2 separate regions of the Mus musculus genome follow, and region 1 is linked to region 2. Evidence: chromatin contacts called from public Hi-C data. All regions are on one chromosome and are shown on one strand. The core of a region is the stretch at or near the end of the contact, and the rest is flanking DNA. Distances in the headings are between cores, read along the strand shown. Region 1 overlaps Kirrel3 (kirre like nephrin family adhesion molecule 3). Region 2 has its middle 77 kb from the start of Kirrel3.

Region 1 (6,073 bases), core at 3,408-5,907, 340 kb after region 2:
AATATAGAAAGTAGGGGGATCTATTTAGCTAGGGCAGTAGCTCTCAACCTTCCTAATGCTATGACCCTTTAATATAGTTCCTCAGGTTGTGGTGATCCCCAACCATAAAGTATTTCATTGCTACTTCATAATTGTAATTTTGCTGCTGTTGTGAATTATAATATAAGTATCTGATGTGCAGGAGGATATCTGAAAGACAACTCCAAGGGGGTCGTGACCCACAGGTTGAAGATCACTGAGCCAGATGATCAAGAAGTACGGGACCAAAGGGTGACACTTAACTTCCTCCTTAATAGCAGGTAGAATTCTCAGCATTCATCCACCCCACAGATATTTATTTCCTAAATGATCCATATGTTATTCTTGTAAGGGGGACAGTCTTGTCATGATAGAGCTTCCATTTTAGTGCTGGTGATAAAAACAAATAAATAAAAAGAATCAATAAACTAAAACATGAATCAGCAAACTTTTCCTGGAGAGGGCTGATAAATTAATATGTATTCTAGTCTTTACAGGACATATGTTTCTCAGATGCAACTTCTCAGTATTGCCTTTGAAGTACAATACAACCCTTGAAACACATAAGTAAACAAACATAACTGTGCTCCAATAAAACTTTATTTGTGAAAACTAAGGGTGGGCTGGGTCTGGTCCACAGGTCATAGTTTGCCAACCCAATAGTCAGAAGCACTGAAGAGAAAATCAGAAAGGGAAAATAAAGGCAAGAAGTGTCAGAAGAAGGTCTTGGGGGTTTAGTAAGAAAAATGGTGAAACTTCCTGTAGGATGGGAAGACAGAGGGAAAAGTAAGTTTAAAGCATGGGGACAGGAATGGTGAATCTGCTGTGCTCAAGCGCAAACAAGGAGGTGACCAATGGGAAGAGGGTGTTTCCAGGCAAAGAAAACTGGCATGGATGACAAAGTGACAGCAGGTACTTGAGGACAATAAAACGCCCTCAGAGCAATTTGGCTTGATACAGTAGTGTTAAAAATAGAAGGAAAGGCTAGGACAGGAAAAGCCACAGCATGCTGTCCAAGCTCATGCCATGCCGAGGAGCTCCGACTAGATTCTCGAGGAAGAACTTTCCTGAGAATTCTCTTCCAACCCAAGCGTCCACACATAGCTGGCGACCCCAAACAAGCTTAGGCACTGTACAATGCTCTTCTTCCATAGCCATATATAGCTGCCCTAAGTTTGGGACAGTGCCTATGAAACTAGGGTCTGTCCCCATCCCCCTTTGGTGCATAAACCACATGACAGGCCCTGGAAGAGATCTCAGTGAGAAGGCTTCTGGTTCATCCTCTCTCTTCTCTCTGCAAGTCTGATGCTAAGCGTATCTTTGTCCCGAGGAGAAGCAGGCTCTTTCTGTTGCCAGAGAAGCACCTACTATGTGCACATAGTGCTGGGTACCTGCCTTGCTTATCTTACTTGTTCATCATGATTCTTTGAGGAAGGTGTTTTTACCTTTGTTTGGTAGATGTGAGAGCAGAGACTGAGTGCTGTCAGCGACATTCCCAGAGTCAAACTCTGGGCACCGGGTCCAAGACCACACCAATCCCAATCTGGACTTGGAGATCTTTCCAACTTACCATGATGCTTCCCATTCCGTCTGTCCCAGGGAGCACTTTGGCTCCCATCCCAAGTTCCCCTCCTCTCACGGCCCCCTCCCTTGCCAGCTCAGCTGGTACCAAATTAGCTTCTCAGGAATGCCAATTTGTCTTTCCTCTCTCAGGCATGTGGCACAGACCCTTCCCCAGACTGTATTCAACCTTTCAGAATGAGATACCAGATCCTTCTTGGCTGCTCCTCCTGTGCCCTCTCCACCTCCTCCCAGTCTCTCCCTGGAATCTTTCCAACTCCAGCTCTCCAGCTCCTATACCGGGGCGATCATATGCTGTCTTCTGGAGGGCAGAGCTGTCTGTGCACAGCTATTGATGACTCAGATTCGGTCTAGAAGCATCTCTGTCTGACTGATTGGTGAGTCTCTTTACATGCATGGAGAATGGGTATAAACACCAATTTAAACCTTTTGGATTTAAGTTGCAAATCATTTCCGGTTTTTCACAATCTTCTTTTTCTCCTATACTCTCTCTCTCTCTCTCTCTCTCTCTCTGTGTGTGTGTGTGTGTGTGTGTGTGTGTGTGTGTGTGTTTACATAACAGTGTGACAGTGGTGCTGGTTGGAAAGGCATCAGATCTATCAGATCTCTGTCTATGGGTGGAGGGAAGGTTTGGGACTAACATCTCAGGCTGTTTTGACCTCCTTCCTCTACGACAGAAAAGAAGTAACCCAGAGACTAGGAAGTTCCATGAGAGATCAGCAGTTAGCTGTACCCGGAGCTCTCTTGCCCCTGCTAAACTTGGAACATTGGCTATTATCAAATTCTCAGCTTCTTTATCTTACATATCAGCTCACCATGTCCACTTCAGATAATCACATGATGGCTAAATGAAATCATACAGTAAATCACAGGGCTTATCTCTTGTGAGGATAAGCTGAAATGGAACCCAGCTCCTTCTGCCCTCTCTCCCCGTTTGACCTCCAGGGTTCCTCTGGGGATCTCTGACCCACCTCTGACACTGCAATGGCTTTCTGCTCTTATGTCTGCTTAAAGAACAACTGCAGTGAAGGCAGGGCCAGGAGCCACCACCTATGTCCTCAAGCAGCCCCTCCTTTGCTTTTCTACCAATGGGTGTGGTGAGTCATCCTTCCCTGAGGAGTGTTCATGCCTGTGCAGCCTCTTGGAACTGGCTCTGCATTCCCCACCTGTGTGCAGCTAAGATCTTCAAAGAGTTACTTCCTGCTGAGCGGAGCCCAGCCAGCAAGCCCCCTTCCCCCTTCAGAGATACAGCACAGGAGAGGTGGATGTCTGGCTGCAGCTTCAGGCCACCCAGCCTGCAGGAACCTGAGGCAGGAGATGGAACTCTCTCCTGTCACAGCCCGGAGGCAGGCAGCCTAGGAGACAAAGCCCCATCCCACTGGGTCTTGAAAACCTGCCTCTGTTGTGGTGCTACTTGACCAGGTAGGAAATCTCTGAACTCCTGACCCAGAAAGACAGGGCTCTTGTCATAAGGAGAGGGATATTTTAACTTCCATCCACGAAGCTCCTGAGGAAAAAAATTAAAGTTCTGTCAAAACAGGTTAGTATATTAGCAATCATGGCTCGCTACCATCTGTATTTGTTCCACTTGTGGTGTTTATGACGGTTATCCACATTAATTATTTCTCTGCTAAAGTCCCTTTTAATTTCTGAACACTGTTATTTCTAAGAAAGATGGATATTAGATATGCCACACATCAGCACAGGGTGGCATTACAGCATGCTATTAAGTTCAGATGCTGAGGCCCAGCAGAAATAACTTTGTTATTTGTAATCGCAATAAAGTATTTTATGTTGTGACTCAAAAGGAGAAACAGCATTGGTGAAAACTGACTTCTTCCTTCAGCAATGACCCTGAATTCACCAAGAAAGACAGAATCTGCTTAGACTGGGGTAGTTTAGCATCCAAGAGAATGCTGGATTGGGGTGCTGTGACTGTACTTCAGTCAGCTGAGCCCCAACAAAGAGTACTTGAGACCCTGGGTTGATTCCCCAATATCCCTTAAAATGAGATGGTGAAGACAGGCAGGTCTGCAATGTCATCCCATTCTCTCCAGAGGCAGAAGTGGGGGATAAGGACTTTAAGGTCATTTTCAGGCTCAGGTGGCATGAAGTCCACCTGGGCTATATCAAACCCCACCTCAGAACAGCAAAAGAAAAGTTGGTTTGAGATTCCCGAGCAGGACAGAGGGAAGGTATGTGCAAACAGTTGTTCCCAAGCCCAAGGAGAACTGGCAAAGCCCGGTTCACAACCAGAACTCCCAGAGATGCTGATTCAGTAGACATAGGGTGATGTGTACTTTCTATCACTGCTGGCACATACACCCTGAGGATGGGAACCACCCACAGTGTTCCGCTTATAAACACCAATCACATGTCTACACACCAGCCTTGGGAGGCTGCCTTCATTGTTCTATAAGAGAATAATTCAAATTCCTCCTAATTTCTGACAATCAGCTCCAATAAAAGTACCAGTGGGTTTAACAACTAAAGACCAAGAAGGGCAGGCATCCTTGAATAAAGCCAAAGGGGGGATAGAAGGAGCAAAGGAAATCTTGTCTGTGGAGTGCTTTGTGACAGTAGTTGTTCTGAGGTGATCCGGGCTAGGTGAGCCCAAATGCATCCTCAAGATTCCTCCCCATTCAAGCATGCCTTGGCTTCCCGTTTGCTCATTCACTTGTCAAAAAATATTCTGACCATCTGTGATGCACAGGGCACTTTGCTGGCCCCAGGCCCATTGGTGTTAGTGAGCAGACATGCTTTGGTTGTCAAGGGTGACAGACAAATAACTATAGTAGGGAAAAGTCCACAGCCATGAGCTGGAAAAAGAAGCAGATCTGCTTTGAATAAAGTGGATCCTATTTACATGAGGTGCAGAACAAAATGAAAGGCAGCTAACAGGAATCAGCTCACTCTACTGTAGTCTGCCTTGAGCACCCTCAGATGCCCTACAATCTTAAATTCAAGATAGCAAATAACTCTTTGTTTCAAGGGTCTAGCGCTTATACAAACTGGATTCCTGCTTCTGCTGGGGACATAGCTCCCCCTGGTGGTCGGAGGCCCAAGTTCTCACAGGCTACAATCTTTCCAAAGTGTGTTCAACAGGCATGCATGGCTTAGATGGGGATCTAAAGTCCAGAAAGCAAATAACCGCCTTGATTCCTTTGAGGGGTGCTCTGTTGGGTCATCTGAAACCTTCATTAATACCGAGTTTAAATCTCACCATCCCATTTTGCTGGGTGTTGGAATTTCAGGCAGTTAGTGAAGCTCTCGGACCCCCTATTTTAAGTTATTGCATTTGGATTGTAGCAAAAAAAAAAAAAAAAAAAAAAAAAAATGCTACCAAGCAATCCATTTCAGTGGATTCATTTAATGGTGCCAATAAGGAGCTGGTGTGAAGATTAAATATGACAACAAAATAACACCTAGCTTCTGGCAGGCCCTCCATGCTGCTGTTTTTATTTTAAAGTTTCAAATTCTTTCTTCTCTGCATCCTGCCTTCTACTTTTTCTCCCTTCCTCTCTCTAACCCTTACTCTATCCTCTCTTCTCTTGTACAGATCTTCCTGCTTCCTCTCCAGCCTTCCTTGCCCTTTTCCAACTCTGTCCTTTATCCTTCACAATCACCTTAAACACAAGTGCTCGCTCTCTCTCTCTCTCTCTCTCACACACACACATACATACATACATACATACATACATACATACACACACACATGAATGCACATATACACATGCACATGTACAAGCACATGCAAGCACTTGCACCATGTACATGCACACACAGAGAGAGAGAGAGAGAGAGAGAGAGAGAGAGAGAGAGACCTATTCTCTTTCTATTCACTTCTTTTTTTGTTTTGTTTTGTTTTTGTTTTTGTTTTTGTTTTTGTTTTTGTTTTTTCGAAACAGGATTTCTCTGTATAGCCTTGGCTGTCCCAGAACTCACTTTGTAGACCAGGCTGGCCTCGAACTCAGAAATCCACCTGCCTCTGCCTCCCAAGTGCTGGGATTAAAGGTATACACCACCACAACCCGGCTTCTATTCACTTCTTTTCTCCATCCTTCTTATTCCCAACCTTTTGTGAAAGTTCTTAGAGCCTATCATTGGACACATTCAGATGCTAAGAAGGTAATTTGCATGTTGTGCTAAGCCTAAAGGAGCCATTTTCCCATGAGTAGTGAACACTGTACCTCGTTGCCTGTTCTTCAGACAGGAACTGGAAGCCTGTCTGCATGAGTCACACTAGAGCATGGGTCCCTTCGCTCATCTTCGTCAGTGCTGGTACTTCAACACCCTGCCCCCTCTCTGGTCCTTCTGAGTTCTCTATTTGCAGCATCTCATCTTTGCATCCCTTGCCTTGACTCTTCCCTTTTCTTCTCTCTTCTCTCATCTCCCTTCTTTTCTGTATCACTTCTCTGCTACAGCAGCTTCTGTCTTGTCTTTGATTTGCACCACAGCCTGTGTTTCCCCCTAT
Region 2 (6,576 bases), core at 2,399-4,898:
ACATTCATTCAGCATCCTCCAGGAAAAGACTCCGGAGTGGAGGGTGCAGCATGGCCGTGGCAAAGTCCAGGCTCCTCCAGGGAATGGGTCCTAATCACTCGTCATTCAGCAGATATTGAGTACATAGTGTTTGCCTGGCACCGGGGGTAAAAAGAATAATAGGAAGTATCTCTTCATCCAACAAGCTCGTGATCCTGCAGGGAGACAAATGTAGATAGCTTACAATACAGTTGGATGAGCTTGATAATAGAAATATGCAGCCGGTGGCTCCTCACTGTGGGTAATTTGTTTAAAATGTTATTCCACTGCTGACAACCTTTTCATCCTCAACAATTGCCACTTCATCTTCTCATCTATTCTCAGGCAATTCCATGGTTATTCCAGGATGATCAGTTCCCTCACCTGCTGTGCCCTTCCTCTTGTTCTTTGTCCTATTACAAACTCCTATTCATCCCTCAAAACCCTTTCATGCATTCCTAGTCTCCACTGCTTTTTCTGGTTTTCATATCTCTACTTTTACACATACTGTTCTATACTTGAGAATGTATTTCTTGCTGCAGTGTGGTGGTATGCATCTTTAATCCTAGCACTAAGGAAGCAAAGGCAGGACAATCTCTATGAGTTCCAGGCCAGCCTTGTCTACACAGTGAGTTCATGCTAGCCAAAGCTACATAGGCCTTGTCTCAAAAACAGACAAACAAAAGTGAATGGATTGTTTATGGTTCGTTATAGTGTCTTTTTAACCTGAAACATTCATTGAATTGAACTATGTGTAAAGACACACTAGCAAAAGTGTGCTGGTGTGCACCTGTAACCCTAACATTGGAGAGATGGAAGAAGGGGGATAAGAAACTGCAGGCCAGTTTAGACTATACAGGAACAATCTGGTGGTGCTGGTGCTGATGGTGTTGCTGGTGCTGCTGGTGCTGCTGGTGCTGCTGGTGCTGCTGGTGCTGCTGGTGCTGCTGGTGCTGCTGGTGCTGGTGATGCTGGTGGTAGTGTTGGAGGTGGAGGTGATTTTTTAAAGACAGCTGTAGGCCCCAGAGATAGATCCTCCATTCAGAGCGTCTACCACTTTTATAGGGGACCAGATTTCATTTCCCAGCCTCCGTGTCTGGGGGCTCACAACTCCAGGTGCAGGGGATTCTGATGCTATCTTCTGGCCTGAGAGTTCCTTTCATGGACATGCACAAACCCATAGGAAGACACACAAAATTAAAACCCAACCCAAACTCCTTTTAAAAACTATGAAAAAGAAAACGTGGTATTATGACCACCGAGCACTGTTCTGACCATTTCTGTGGGGCAGGCAGCATCTGTGCAAAGTGCTCCACACCCGTTTCTCAGGCTTTCATTTAAACAGCATGGAAGACACGAAGTGTCACGGATGGCTTGTCTAGGAAGTGACACCTGTCCCAAGATTTCATTCAGTGAATTAATACTTTCCCTAGACTGTATGGATGTCTGTCTCTGCCTGCCTCTTTAAACACACAGGCATGCACACACGCGCGCGCACACACACACACACACACACACACACACACATACACACACACACTCACACTCATAAACCATCACAGAACCCCACTGACAATTTGTAGTCCTTGGTAGTCTGATGTAGAAGCTCTCTTATGAATCATCACAGTTACCCCCCATGTCCACAAAAGCATTTCGATCTAGCGTGACTGTTGACGTGCTTGTGTCTTTTCTTAGGCTGTGAATTCCATCAAGTCAGGAATGTTTCACTCATGTTTTTCTTTTGTTCCAAGTCACTATCATGGCACCTATAGAACAGCAAGTATTTGATGAACACATATGATAATTGAAGGAAGGAAACAAAGAAAGGAGAAAGGGATGGAGAAAGAGAGAAGAGAAAAGAAAGATGGAGACCAGGGGTAGGGTGAAGAGATGCTAGAAGCAAGGGAAGAGAGAAGAAAAGCAGAGAAGAAAGCTATTATGTGTTCTAAGCCAGGTAGGTAATTTAGATAGCATATCTTCCTCATAAAACCTAAATGTTCTTTAGCCAGGCAAAAGAAGTACAGCTAGATCAGGGAGACTTAACCTTCTACTTGCTGTGTATCCAGCACCCTGGCTTCATGGCCTGTTGTTGAATGCTTTGTACACACAACTGTCTGCAACTAGTCACACTGGCCTCCTGTGCTCTGTTTTATCAAATAGCTTCAGACAGGACCCACAGAAACTCTGGAAACATTGATTTAATCAGATCTCTCATCTCAGCTTTCTGCCATGTACCCTACTAGGGACATGGTCTCTGTCCTCTCTGAGCTAGTGCCTATAAAACAGGCGACAGCAGCTCCATCTTCATGCATCCTACAACTCAACTCATTACATCCTCAGTCTATGTGCCCAAGCCAACAAAGCTCTAAATTAGGATCAAGGAAAGGGAAAGGCCAAACCCCAGAAATTGAGTTGGCTTATGACTTTGGCCTGAAAATTGGAGTGAATGAGGTTGGGGTGTGCAGAGAGTAAACAGAAAAATGTGTCCGCATCTTTTGCTGAATTGTATTTAATGACCATTTTATCTATGGCAAGAACCCTTTCTAGAAAAAAAAAAAAAGGTCTCGAGATGTATAGGAAGCTACCTAGAGTGTGAAACCTAGCAACCTCTACTCCCTCCCGATGCTAACTTGCTACCTTACTAAAAGACCCCATGGCAGGAGGGAGTGGCTCTATGACAAAACGCATCCTTCTTCTGAAACTCAAAAGAAGTGATGGATAGTGCTCAGTGTTCCCCGAGTAGGAGGGTACCAGCAGCAGGCCTTGGGAAAGCCTGTGTTCCCTCTGACATATACAGTGTAGTGGGTAGATCACTCTCTTCCTTCTCAGCTTCTCAGTGAGATAATTACCTAGGTCATTCCACTCACCAAAGGGCCCCACTGCCTTCTAGCTGGGAGACTTGCTAAACCTGAAGTGCAGGTCACAGTAGCCTAAGAGGAAACTCTGCTCCCTCTCTTTTGGTGAAAAAAGCCAGCACTCTTCCCACTCACAGCTCACTGCTCCCTTCTCCTCTCACTCTGTGACTTCTGTCACACCTGTGGCCATGAGGCCCCAGGAGAATATCTGCCTGTCACATCTTACATTGATGCCCTAAGTGTTCCCACCCACTAGGACTCCTTAGCCAGCAGGAAAGCGATTAGAACCTGTAATTTCTCATAGCGGTTAGCAGGTGACAGGCTCCCATAGCATGGCATCCATATGGCGTCACCCCTTCTGTTGAGCACAATTTTAGGGCAAGATTCATACCGCTTTTCTCTGTGCTCAAAATAGATGCCCAAAATTGGGATAGAATTTACATAAGTTGGCTGAAGAGACTGTGTTCAATTAAAAAGCTTTTGTTGCCAAGGAATTTTTTTTAGTTGATACATATGCTCCTTTATTGCAGTCCTCCAAGGAGGAGTGATTCTCTCTCTTTCTCTCTCTCTCTCTCTCTCTCTCTCTCACACACACACACACACACACACACACACACACACACACATCTACCTGCTCTGCAAGTTGAGTTAGCAGCCAGGAAGCCTCCTCCTCATATCCCACATGGAATTAACTGGAAGCTAAGGTGTCTGTCCTCTTGCCTAGCCTTGAAGTCGTGAAGTTTATCCTGAGTCTGTTCCTAGCCCAGCCCTGGAGAAGATGGACCGTCCCACTTTGCAATCAGCGTGAATTCAATGCAGTGTGTTTCTACTTGCCCAGATGCAAAAGCATGCATACAAAAACTACAAAATGTGTTGGGGGAAAATATTTGGGAAACAGAAAAATATAAAGGAAGGGAAAATTCATTGGTAATTTTACCGTTCCCAAAACTTTTAACATTTCTGAGTGCTTCTTCCCAGCCTTTGCTAAAGCTATGCATATTCACACAAATTTGGGATTGCAACATATAAACGCTTTCCATCTTGGCATTTCTGTTTAGCATTATATCATAACTCCCTGAGCATTTTTTTCTATATCAAGTACATTGCAGGAACATCATTTTTAATGACTGTACTATAAGGTATCTAACCCATACTCCACTTGAGATAGTCATTTGTTATTTTAGAATTTGTTGCTCTTTTTAGATAGATGTTGCTGCAATTAGCATTCTCCACTCTTCAACACGCCTCAGTGACTTCTTTAGGATCATTTTGCATGGGTTGTGAGTTGAGGTGCGTATTCCATAGACAAGCTGCCCTGAGATCTTCACAAGCTTTGGGAATGACTTATCTTATGATTAATGCATGCACTTTTTTATACAATGCCTGTTTAGCATCAGAAATGAAATCAGCGTTAAGGAACATAATTTGGTGGTGGAGTATTTTCCCAGGAAAAGTTAAACAACCCTGGCTCAGGCATCTGCTGTTTGTGGCTGCTTAGCATCCACCCGCCTTCTCTTCTTTGTGCGAGTCTACACCTGTTCTCTCTCCCTGGTTTAAGTAGGGGCTCATGACCTTTCAACAAAGGAGTAGCCAATCAGAGTCGTGACAAAGGCTCGGCTTTGAATTTGTGTCAGTATTTCTAAGAAAGGGAGCTCTCTTTCCTCTGAATATCTGAGCAAGTGGGATACAAACCGAGGGATGCTGAACACCACTTCTGCCCTCCATTGCAAAAAGCAACCTACCTAAGAATTGGAATCATGGTGGTGAGAAAACAGGCCTGAGAGACAAGTTTGGGTGAGTTCATTGCAACATTTACAAACTCTGATCTGTGTAGACTTGAGGCTAGCAAATATACACCACTCCCCCTTAGGTTTGCTGTTGTCTGGCCTGAAGAGTCCACTGACATCATGTCACTTCAAGGCTAAGAGTCTGAACAAAGGGCCTCAAAACCTGTGTCCCCCGCAAGCAAGTATACAAGTGTGTATAGACAAACTAAACTGTTGCATACTACATCCTGCTAGTAAATTCTGTGCTGAAATCTATAGGTCCTGACTTTGAGGCACTTAGATCCCAGAAGGGAAAGGGGAAAAAACACACAACACTGTGAGACACAACATGGGAGCTAAGAACTAATAGAATGTTGGTCCCATCTGCCTTTTTGAAAAGGAACAGGACTAGCTTCACTAGTGGGGGGACTTAATTTGAACTTAACTCCACAGTGGAGTTAGAGGTTGAAGGATAGCTTGCCAGCCACACAGCCTGAGCCAAAGGGCAGAAGCTGAGAGCATTTTGGCAGGTCAGGGTGAGTACAGAGAGTCCCATGAAATGTGTCAACAAGACTAATGGAGGAGAAGCCAACTGTAACCTGTGGAACTATAATTATGCGGTTCTTGTTGTCCTGAATCACATCTTGCAAAGCTGCATCCAGCAACCATCTCACCTCCTGAAGTAAAAGCTTCCTGAGGTTGGACACAAGCTCCGTACTTCAAGCTTTTAGCATTTTACCCTGTCTCCTTTGGTTGTTTTCAAATACTTTAATTGACCAATCTCACCTTGAGGCTAATTGCAGTGTTGGACTGAACAGGACCTAACAGTCACTGAGAAACAACTTCTTTACCTGGCATTGGCACCTTAACTTTGGAAACAGGACAGTCAAGCATGCCACACCAATAGTTTGAAACCACTAAATGGCTCCCCAGCTCTCATTATCGGCCACCTTTTGTTTCCCCGGAAGACATTGCTTACCCACCTTGCAAGACTGGATGTGTACCTGTTGCCAAATTTTCAGTCCCCAGAACAAGCTACCACCCCTTGACCCAGCCTTCTCCTGACCTTATTAGATATCCCTACTGCAGCTAAAATAAACTCTCAGTGCAAAGCTGGGTTCTCTGGGTAGGATTCTCTGGCTCAGCATTCCCCAGCTAGTCCTGATCAACAGAACCATCCAGGAAATATACAAACTACTGGGTCATTCTCCCAGAAATCCTGATTTAACAGATGTGGAGCCTGCCGCAGAAATCCGTGTTAAAGCAAACACCTGAAGTCATAGTTTGAGTCAACAGTTATCCTGGCTGGAGTGTGTTAATTACCCACAATCATAAGCAACCATTTCCCACGAGGAACAATAACTCCATCAAGCAGAAAGACCACCATCAAGGGAATTGAGTATCTTAGACATGAATACTTGCCAGCTGGGTGACTTTGAACAAATTATATAACCTCCTTGAAGTCATACTTCTGCCTTTGTGAAATGAGGGAGACATTGCTTGCCTCTTTCCCTCTGAGGAATCCAATTAGATGGTGCGTGTAAAAGAGTATCTACTGGAGGAATGTTCAGTGTGCCATCTTGGCTGCAAGCAAAAGCCATGCAATAATGTGCTCAGTGGAGGGATTGGCCTTGTGACACTTGCCAGAAATTTGTAAATATTAGCACCACACACCCCCCTCTACTATAGCATGCCTCTCCTGCCTTGTGCCAATATACCAAAGCTGGAAGGTCACTTTAATAAACAGCAATTAGCATTTATCAAATGCTTACTCTACATGATTCAGGATTAATTATTCAGACCCATTAATTTAATCCTCATAACAACTCTCCAGACTCAGTATTATTTGTTTTGCCATTTTGTGGGGTGGGGTGGGGTGGAGGGGCAGGGGACTGAGATACAGGAAAAGCATAAATAAATTAACCCAATCAAGATGT

The links. A called contact is a pair of places that touch in the nucleus more often than the background predicts.
Region 1: a Hi-C map of cortical neurons shows a contact between it and region 2, with 4 times the contacts expected there. The contact joins two enhancer-like sites. A contact is called at or near these places in 4 of 484 Hi-C or Micro-C datasets (cerebral cortex, cortical neurons, nephron progenitors and 1 more) and 1 of 115 datasets of contacts at active chromatin or transcription factors (astrocytes).

The regions. Positions count from the first base shown.
Region 1 is chr9:34,748,339-34,754,411 of GRCm38.p6, forward strand. The region is part of intron 1 of Kirrel3 (kirre like nephrin family adhesion molecule 3); the gene reads left to right. Among named protein-coding and RNA genes, the nearest start is that of Gm33561, 100 kb to the right of the region's middle. Within about 2 kb of position 4,658, at least 22 of the 459 cell types and tissues checked have an H3K27ac peak or open chromatin away from gene starts, as enhancers often do. A contact at or near this core is called in cortical neurons, where this site is marked.
Region 2 is chr9:34,408,738-34,415,313 of GRCm38.p6, forward strand. No RefSeq gene overlaps it. Among named protein-coding and RNA genes, the nearest start is that of Kirrel3, 77 kb to the right of the region's middle. Within about 2 kb of position 3,649, at least 19 of the 459 cell types and tissues checked have an H3K27ac peak or open chromatin away from gene starts, as enhancers often do. A contact at or near this core is called in cortical neurons, where this site is marked.